2 separate regions of the Xenopus laevis genome follow, and region 2 is linked to region 1. Evidence: chromatin contacts called from public Hi-C data. All regions are on one chromosome and are shown on one strand. Each heading gives the region's core, a stretch centred on a gene start, on an enhancer-like site or on the middle of the called end of the contact. The rest is flanking DNA. Distances are from core to core; before and after follow the strand shown.

Evidence for each region. A called contact is a pair of places that touch in the nucleus more often than the background predicts.
Region 2: a contact with region 1 is called in a Hi-C map of the XL177 cell line, with 2.0 times the contacts expected there. The contact joins the enhancer-like site here to the promoter of dusp1.S in region 1. A contact is called at or near these places in 2 of 4 Hi-C or Micro-C datasets (the XL177 cell line and the XTC cell line).

The regions. Positions count from the first base shown.
Region 1 is chr3S:105,077,634-105,081,543 of Xenopus_laevis_v10.1, forward strand. It overlaps dusp1.S (dual specificity protein phosphatase 1-B), which reads left to right and starts at 2,387. Exons shown (of 5, transcript XR_005966693.1): 1 at 2,387-2,999; 2 at 3,352-3,500.
Region 2 is chr3S:105,127,098-105,130,951 of Xenopus_laevis_v10.1, forward strand. No RefSeq gene overlaps it. Among protein-coding and RNA genes, the nearest start is that of dusp1.S, 49 kb to the left of the region's middle. Within about 2 kb of position 1,389, at least 1 of the 7 cell types and tissues checked has an H3K27ac peak or open chromatin away from gene starts, as enhancers often do.

The DNA of each region.
Region 1 (3,910 bases), core at 1,137-3,636:
GACTATAATGTACTTGATACCAAAACGGTAACGTGGAATCGGGTCTTTTAAATACCAAGCCTAGATCATTATGTCCTTGATTAGATGGAGTTATGTTGACATGCCAAATAACCATGATTATTAAAGGAGGACTAAATTCCAGAAAATGGTATCTGATTAGAAATGCTGTATTTTATATACTGGCATTACTGTACGGGCCTTGAGGTGCAGCAGCCTAATAACAGCAGTTCTCCATCTTTTAAATGTCAATGACACCACACACGCTCGCTGTGTTCTGGGCCGCTGTTGAGACGCTAAGTTAAGGGATCAATAAAGAAAATTAGGATACAAATGGCATAGAAGCTGATGTTCAATTCTGATGCAATAAACACTGGTCTCAGCATTTTTTTTTAAATCCAACCAGCTCCCATTACGATATATTTCTTAAAAAGATCAATTTGGTATGTGGTTGATTAAATGAAATTTAGGTTTGCACGGGCTTTGGCTCACAAAGGGGCAGATTTACTCGAAGGCGAAGTGGCTTACACTAGCGTAAATTCGCTAACGTTACCCCCCGCAGGAAAAACGGCAGGGTGCAGGCGTCACATCGCTAGTGAAAGAGATATACGCTAGCGGTCATTCACACTCTATCACCAGGCAAAATTTCACTCTCTCGAATGGACGTTACTCCGCAAATTCAATGAAATGCGGATTTTACTGAACGTTACCTCCTTCACCAGACTTTCCTTCGCCAGCTTAGACCAGGCAAAGTGCACTGGAGTCCATAGATCTTCCTCAATCCTCTGTAACCTCTGTTATCATATTTTGTTAGTGGAAAAGTCCAAAAAACGCTAGCGTAGTTTCCTTTTTTCAGAGTGATAGCCTGCAAAAGTTCTTACATTTTTTTGGGGTAACCGGGCTCCCCCCTACATTTTCTAACATTTGGAACATAAACTATACAGTGGACTCATGTGTAGTGAATTATAACAACTCTATTGTCTTTATTAAGGTTCCATGGACTTGTGTAATGTAATGTATCTGCTGCAACATATACGTCCATTCAACTTTAAATTTCCCGCCTTATGCAAATTAACCTGAGAGCAAGACCTCTAGCTAGGGTCGCCACCTTTTCTGGAAAAAAATACCGGCCTTCCTATATATTTATCTTTTTTCCCTATTAATAACATTGGGATCAGCCATCATTCTTACCGGACAGGTGGCAACCCTGCCTCTAGCGAATTTGTGTGTAAGTGTAACGCTGACTGCGAAGCGGTTGCTGCCAAATTTTCGCCCTTGAGTAAATCTGCCCCAGGATTGGTCTAAGCTAGAAGGTTACTGGCTGGACCTGTCTCATCTAAACTGTAAACGCATGTGAGCAGAGTATGCTATTCTGCCCTTTCTTACAGCAACCTCTCACATTCTTCAGAAGATAATAATTATGGATCTGCTGCTGGAAATGGCCAAAAGATCAAATGCTTTTTTCCACCTCTCCAAAAGCCCAGTGGATTAACCCACATATTTTACAGCAAATCATTAGCAAACCAGAGGCCAAACAAAGGGCTTTCCAAAGTATTCTAAGAATGTTAATCAGACAAATCACACGCACAGATAACTATGATCTGCACATAGTTTTACTCTCTGCGCAGCTGGTCCTGAGCACGACCTAGTCATAAATAATGAGTTTTGGGGTGGGGGTGTCTCATATTGGCATTTCTCCCCGATATGCCCACATTGAAGTGGACAACATCAGGCTTATCCGACCGTGGGCCCTAGGGTCCAATGATCGGATGATAATACATCCGATACGGGCGTTCAGATAGAGGGACTGCGGCCGCGATCCAACGGGATTTTTTAACCATCCCAATCGAGATCTGGTCATATTTCGGGGGAATGGCCCCACACACAGGCCAATAAGCTGCCGACTCGGTCTGTCGGCAGCTTTTATCGCCCCCCGTATATGGGGGCCTTAAGACAATGACAAAGCTTAATCACCAAAAGGGAAATAGAAACTGATTATGTCATTCTTCATTCCAAGCAGAGTGTTCACATATGACATCACACTGATCAAACACCATTACACATCAATAAGCACAAAAAAAAATGATATTGGAATAAATCAGTTTGTGAGTTACTACAAGAAATCTCCAGAACATTGCGTGCCTCTTATGTAAATGAGAGGGGGATCCACTGAGCTCCTGGTGATTAAGGTTACAGCAGTTTATTTCCTGCTCTGTCAACACAGGACAACGCCGAAGCGTTTGTGTATAAAGCGTTGCTGCTTGAGCTCTGGTGATGACGTTAATCACTTGTGGGGTTTGCCAGCGAGGGGCGTGGCTAAAATGCCTCGTTGAAGTCACGGAGCCACGTGATGCAAAACCATTCATAAAACAACGCCCTGCCTGTATAAATAGGAGGCTGGAAACCGGAGCACTAGCAAGAATTAAAGCCAGCAAAGAAACATCAGCTCTAAGTAATCGAACCGTAAGAAATAAGACGAAACTAGAAACTCAAGACTGGCTATTTTCTAGTAGAAACATTAGATCCGCGCAGTATTTCTTTTATTATTTCTAACAGCGAGTGTAAGCTTTTATTGGAGCGTAGGAGAAGCGGGAGAGTGGAGCAGCCTATTGGATTGTGCGGCACTTCAGCAATGGTCAATATGGAAATCTGCGCTATGGATTGCTGCGTGTTCAAAGGACTGTTGGCAGAGAGAGCCCACAAATGCCTTATATTGGACTGCAGGTCGTTTTTCGCCTTCAGCTCCTCCAGTATCATTGGATCCAGCAATGTTCGCCTGAGCACCATTGTAAAGAGGAGAGCTAAAGGCAGCATGGGCTTGGAGCACATCATCCCCAATGAGGAGCAGAGGGGTCGGCTGGTGGCTGGGATGTACGAGGCGGTGGTGCTGCTGGATGAGAGGACATCAGAGCTGGACATGCTAAGGAAAGACAGCACCATGATGCTGGCAGTCAATGCCCTGTCTAGGGACCCCAGGGGCAGCAGGATCTACTTCCTAAAAGGTACTTTAAGCTCCACTCCTCAACCTGTTCCCCAAACATCCTTTCACTATTGTAGAGGGTCCAGGGAAGAAAAAAAATGTCTATTGTTGAAGGACTGAGTCCTTGCATTTTATCCCTTTTCCCCTCTGCATTAACAGCAATCTGGTGCACACAAATGCTTACAAATATTACTTTTAGTACATAATGACCGGCGCCTCTCACCCTGAAATTGGCGTTTTGCCTCTTATATTTAGATGTAGTTCAGGTTTACTGAGGTTGCCCTTATTATCACAAGTAAGGAAAGCCTTGGGTAATCAAATTCAGCTTCTGTGTACCCATTTAACCATTTTTGTTATGTTATTGTGTGTTTCAGGTGGCTACGAGACATTTTCTTCACAGTGCCCAGAATTCTGCAACAAAAACTCTCCTCCAGTGGCTCTGAGTTTGCCTCTAAGTCCCAACAATGTGCCAGGCAGTGCAGACTCCAATTGCACTCCTTGTGGAACGCCACTCTATGACCAGGTTTGTATTCCTACCACGTGCTAGTTTTGCTATTCTCTAAATACCAACAACTCTCACAAGTCACAATCTCTGGCCAGGCTATTCATTAAACCAATATTTACCAGTAAGCATTGCTGATAAAGAGTCATGCCTGTGTTTATACCAAAAAGATGGATACTGGCTGTGTATAGCTGCTCTCTAGCCTACAGCCACATTGCAAATGTGTAATTCATAAACTAGACATTTTACTGAAAAATCCTATAACACACTGATATTTTTTTAGTGTAAAACTCCAATATGAGTGTCACAGTAATGCCTGGGCAGTGGATAAAATTGGCACAGTGTTCTCAACAATTCCCATCTATAAAAATGAAACATCTATTATTCGTTCTGTGGTTCTTATACTCAACCTATTGTCTTTGTCTATGTTT
Region 2 (3,854 bases), core at 139-2,638, 48 kb after region 1:
CATAGTGTAATATTTATATTTAAACGTAACCACCACTTGCGCTACTTAAATAGAAGTGTGTCACCAGACTTTTTGGTTTAGTTGCCCTTTAAACAAACAGGCCATGAACATTGGTATATAAAGATTAATTAAAGTTTTGTCTAGCTTTTTCACCAATTCATCCAGCAGGAGTGCCTACTCACAGACTAGTACTTTCTTCCAGTGCCTTTCAAAGATAAAAGATAATCAAAAAATAGATAGCACACCCAATTAACGAAAAAATTAATTTATCACAAAGAAAAGAATATAATAAAAAAATCACAAAATAATACAAAATCTTAATTCATTTTACACAATGATTGCTTGCCTTGGTATTCAGTTATGTTAGGGCTATACTTTGAATGCCCAATTGCAAGTAATCTGTTTATACATTAAGCCAGGGGCACATTTCTTAATGGTCGAATATCAAGGGTTAATTAACCCTCGATATTCGACCGTCAAAGTAAAATCCTTCGACTTTGAATATCGAAGTCGACTGATTTACCACTATTTGTTCGTATGATTCGAACGATTCAAAGGATTTTAATCCATCGATCGAACGATTTTCCTTCGATCAGAAATGTGTTAGAATCCCCATAGGCTAACATTGATGCTTGGTAGGTTTTAGGTGGCGAAATAGGTGGTCAAAGTTTTTTTTTAAAAGACAGTACTTCGACTATCGAATGGTCGAATAGTCGAACGATTTTTAGTTTAAATCGTTCGATTCGAAGACGAAGTCGTAGGTTGAAGTAGCCAATTCGATGGTCGAAGTAGCCAAAAAATAACTTTGAAATTCAAAGTTTTTTTTATTCTAATCCTTCACTCGAACTTAGTAAATGTGCCCCATATTGTCAATTTATAATAAAAAATATTTTGGACATTTTAGTACAAGGATCTACAGGCTCTACAGTCAATGTTAGTGTATGTCAATGCACACAGCTGTGGTATATGCCTGGTATAAAATACAGAGCCTGCTATATCCTCTTCCATTTATCTCTTCCACTTATAACATATCTCTGACCAGTGCAATGCTATGAATTCTCCTAACTTGCTGTTTAGGTGAGTGCAGGATGGAAAGGTTTAATAAAACTATGTAAATATTATGATGTGCTCTTTTGAATGAGTAACCTGTATTTTAGATCAACCCTACCTTTATTTGAGTTCATAATGAAGGATTGTTCTTGTTATCATCTGTTAGCTAATGTTTTCTATTGTTTTGGCTTGTAGCATTGTAAAATAGAGAAAGCCCTTGGCGTGCCTGTCTGCCTATCTTGTTCTTCCAGCTTGCCATGCAGCACACAGTTGTAGAGCTGGCGTCAGAGTTAAGGGGCATCTCTTCAAGCCAGCGAATCTCTGCATAGCAACAGAAAACAACTGCAAACAATCCACCCACGCTCTCAGCTGTCAGCGCTTTCCCAATGTATGTGGCTTTGGCTTCAATCATTACAGCTTGTCTACGTATAAAAGAGAGAATATAGCTGACTGGACACCAGATTCGAATAATAGGGTATATACTTTGAAGAGGATGTCAGTAAATAAACTTGTTTCTAAGCCATGTAACACCCCTATTGGTATATTGCAATGAGATATGATTATTCTTTATAGGTACATTAGAATATAGAGGGCATTATAGACAGATAGCATGAAAGCAGATCTTTTTTCCCGTTAAGAGTATCACCCCTTTAGACTCGAGAAAAAGAACTTTCATTTGAAGCAACGTAGGGGGTTCTTCACAGTCAGGACAGTGAGGTTGCGGAATGCACTGCCGGGTGATGTTGTGATGCTGATTCAGTTAATGCCTTTAAAGGGGAAGGAAACCTCGTCGGCGCTAACCCCCCTCCCCCTCCCGTGTATTGCCCCCCCTCCCTCCTCCCCCCTGGCCTACCCCTCCCGCTGGGCAAATGCCCCTAACTTGTTACTTACCCTTCTGCGCAGGTCCAGTCCAGGGAGTTCACAGGCGACATCTTCTTCCACGCGATCTTCTTCCTCCTTTGACCGGCGTTTTGGCGCATGCGCAGTAGGAGCATTTCGCCGGTACGGATCTACTGCGCATGCGCCAAAAGTCACGCGCATGCGCAGTAGATCGTACCGGCGAAATGATCCTACTGCGCATGCGCCGGTCAAAGGAGGAAGAAGATCGCGTGGAAGAAGATGTCGCCTGTGAACTCCCTGGACTGGACCTGCGCAGAAGGGTAAGTAACAAGTTAGAGGCATTTGCCCAGCGGGAGGGGTAGGCCAGGGGGGAGGAGGGAGGGGGGGCAATACACGGGAGGGGGGTGGGGGGTTAGCGCCGACGAGGAGGTTTCCTTCCCCTTTAAGAATGGCTTGGATGATTTTTTGGACAGACATAATATCAAAGGCTATTGTGATACTAAGCTCTATAGTTATTATAGATATGAGTATATAGAATTTATGTGAAAGTAGGGAGGGGGTGTGTGTATGGATGCTGGGTTTTCATTTGTTGGGGTTGAACTGGATGGACTTTGTCTTTTTTCAACCCAATTTAACTATGTAACTATGTAACTTTAGTCTGCAAAAAGCTGTCCCCAAGAGAATAAGTCTGAGGCCTAGTAACTATTTTAAACACTGACATATCATGTTAACACCAGCAGGATGTAGAGAGCACCATGCAGACTCCTGTACATTAAAATGAGCAGAGTCTTTTTTTACCTCCGGTAGTTGTCACGTGGTTTAAATCGATGTACACATCCTTGTATTGTACAGTGCTGCCTCTTTATAAATGCTTGCTAATAATATAGTTGATCTTTCTTTTCTGGATTGTGCTTCCACTTTATCTGCCCATGGAACACCACCAACCACTGTGTGCCTAATTGCATAGTTAAAGGAACAGTAACATTAAAACATTTCATTTAAAAAATCAGTTCTATAACCTACAAATAATGGTAATGCCCTAATACATTTATATTAAATTTTATAACACATACCTTGTGTTTTTTTTAAAAAAAAATTGGCAAAAAACCTTCTATCAATTCACTTTGGAAAAAGAAGATAGGGCGACCAGCTCCTGATGCTTTTCCGCCACACAGCACTTGGAAGTTAGAACAAATTCAGAGCAGCCAGGAGTAGGCTTGGGCGAATTTGACCGGTTTCAGTTCGCCAAAAATTCGCTGCTGGCGAAATGTCGCAGACACCCATTAAAGTCTATGGGTGTTCAAAATTTGTTGATGCACGAGGAAATTTTTGTTGACGCGAGTCGTTTTTTTTTGTTGCACAACGCCATACAAGTCTTTGGGCGTCATTTCCGCGGTGAAACAAGGCAAAAAATTCACCCATCCCTATCCAGGAGGTTAGTAAGATCATGCTGGCTGAGGAGAGGCAGAGTGATTGAACAGGCTGCACAAGTGAGGGAACTGCAGGGCAAGGGAGGCAAGTGGTACCAAAATAACAGACCTCATATCAGCGGTGACCCGAAAGTGAAGCAGAGTGGCTGTCAGTGAGCAGATTCTGTCAGTGAAGACCATCCAGATGAGCATCCATTCCCTTCGAGTTCAACTTAGAAATTGAAGCCACAATAAAGCTTGCCGGTGTCTATTGATTGCTATGTGACGTCACTTCCAGAAGTAACACAAAACCGGAAGTCGGGACACAAAGACCCAAAAAAGGTTCACAGCTGTGCGCACGAGGGGAAAAGAAGGAAGAAGATGCATGAAGATGGCAAGGACCCCTTGTACACCATGGGACAGAGCCAGTTTGATTTTGTTCGGATTTCTTAAACAAACAGCAGGAAAGAACAGCATATTTGAAGTAAGTAATGTAAATTCATTCTTTATTATTGTGATTTAAAAATTGTGTTACCGGTCCTTTAAGTTAAGTTT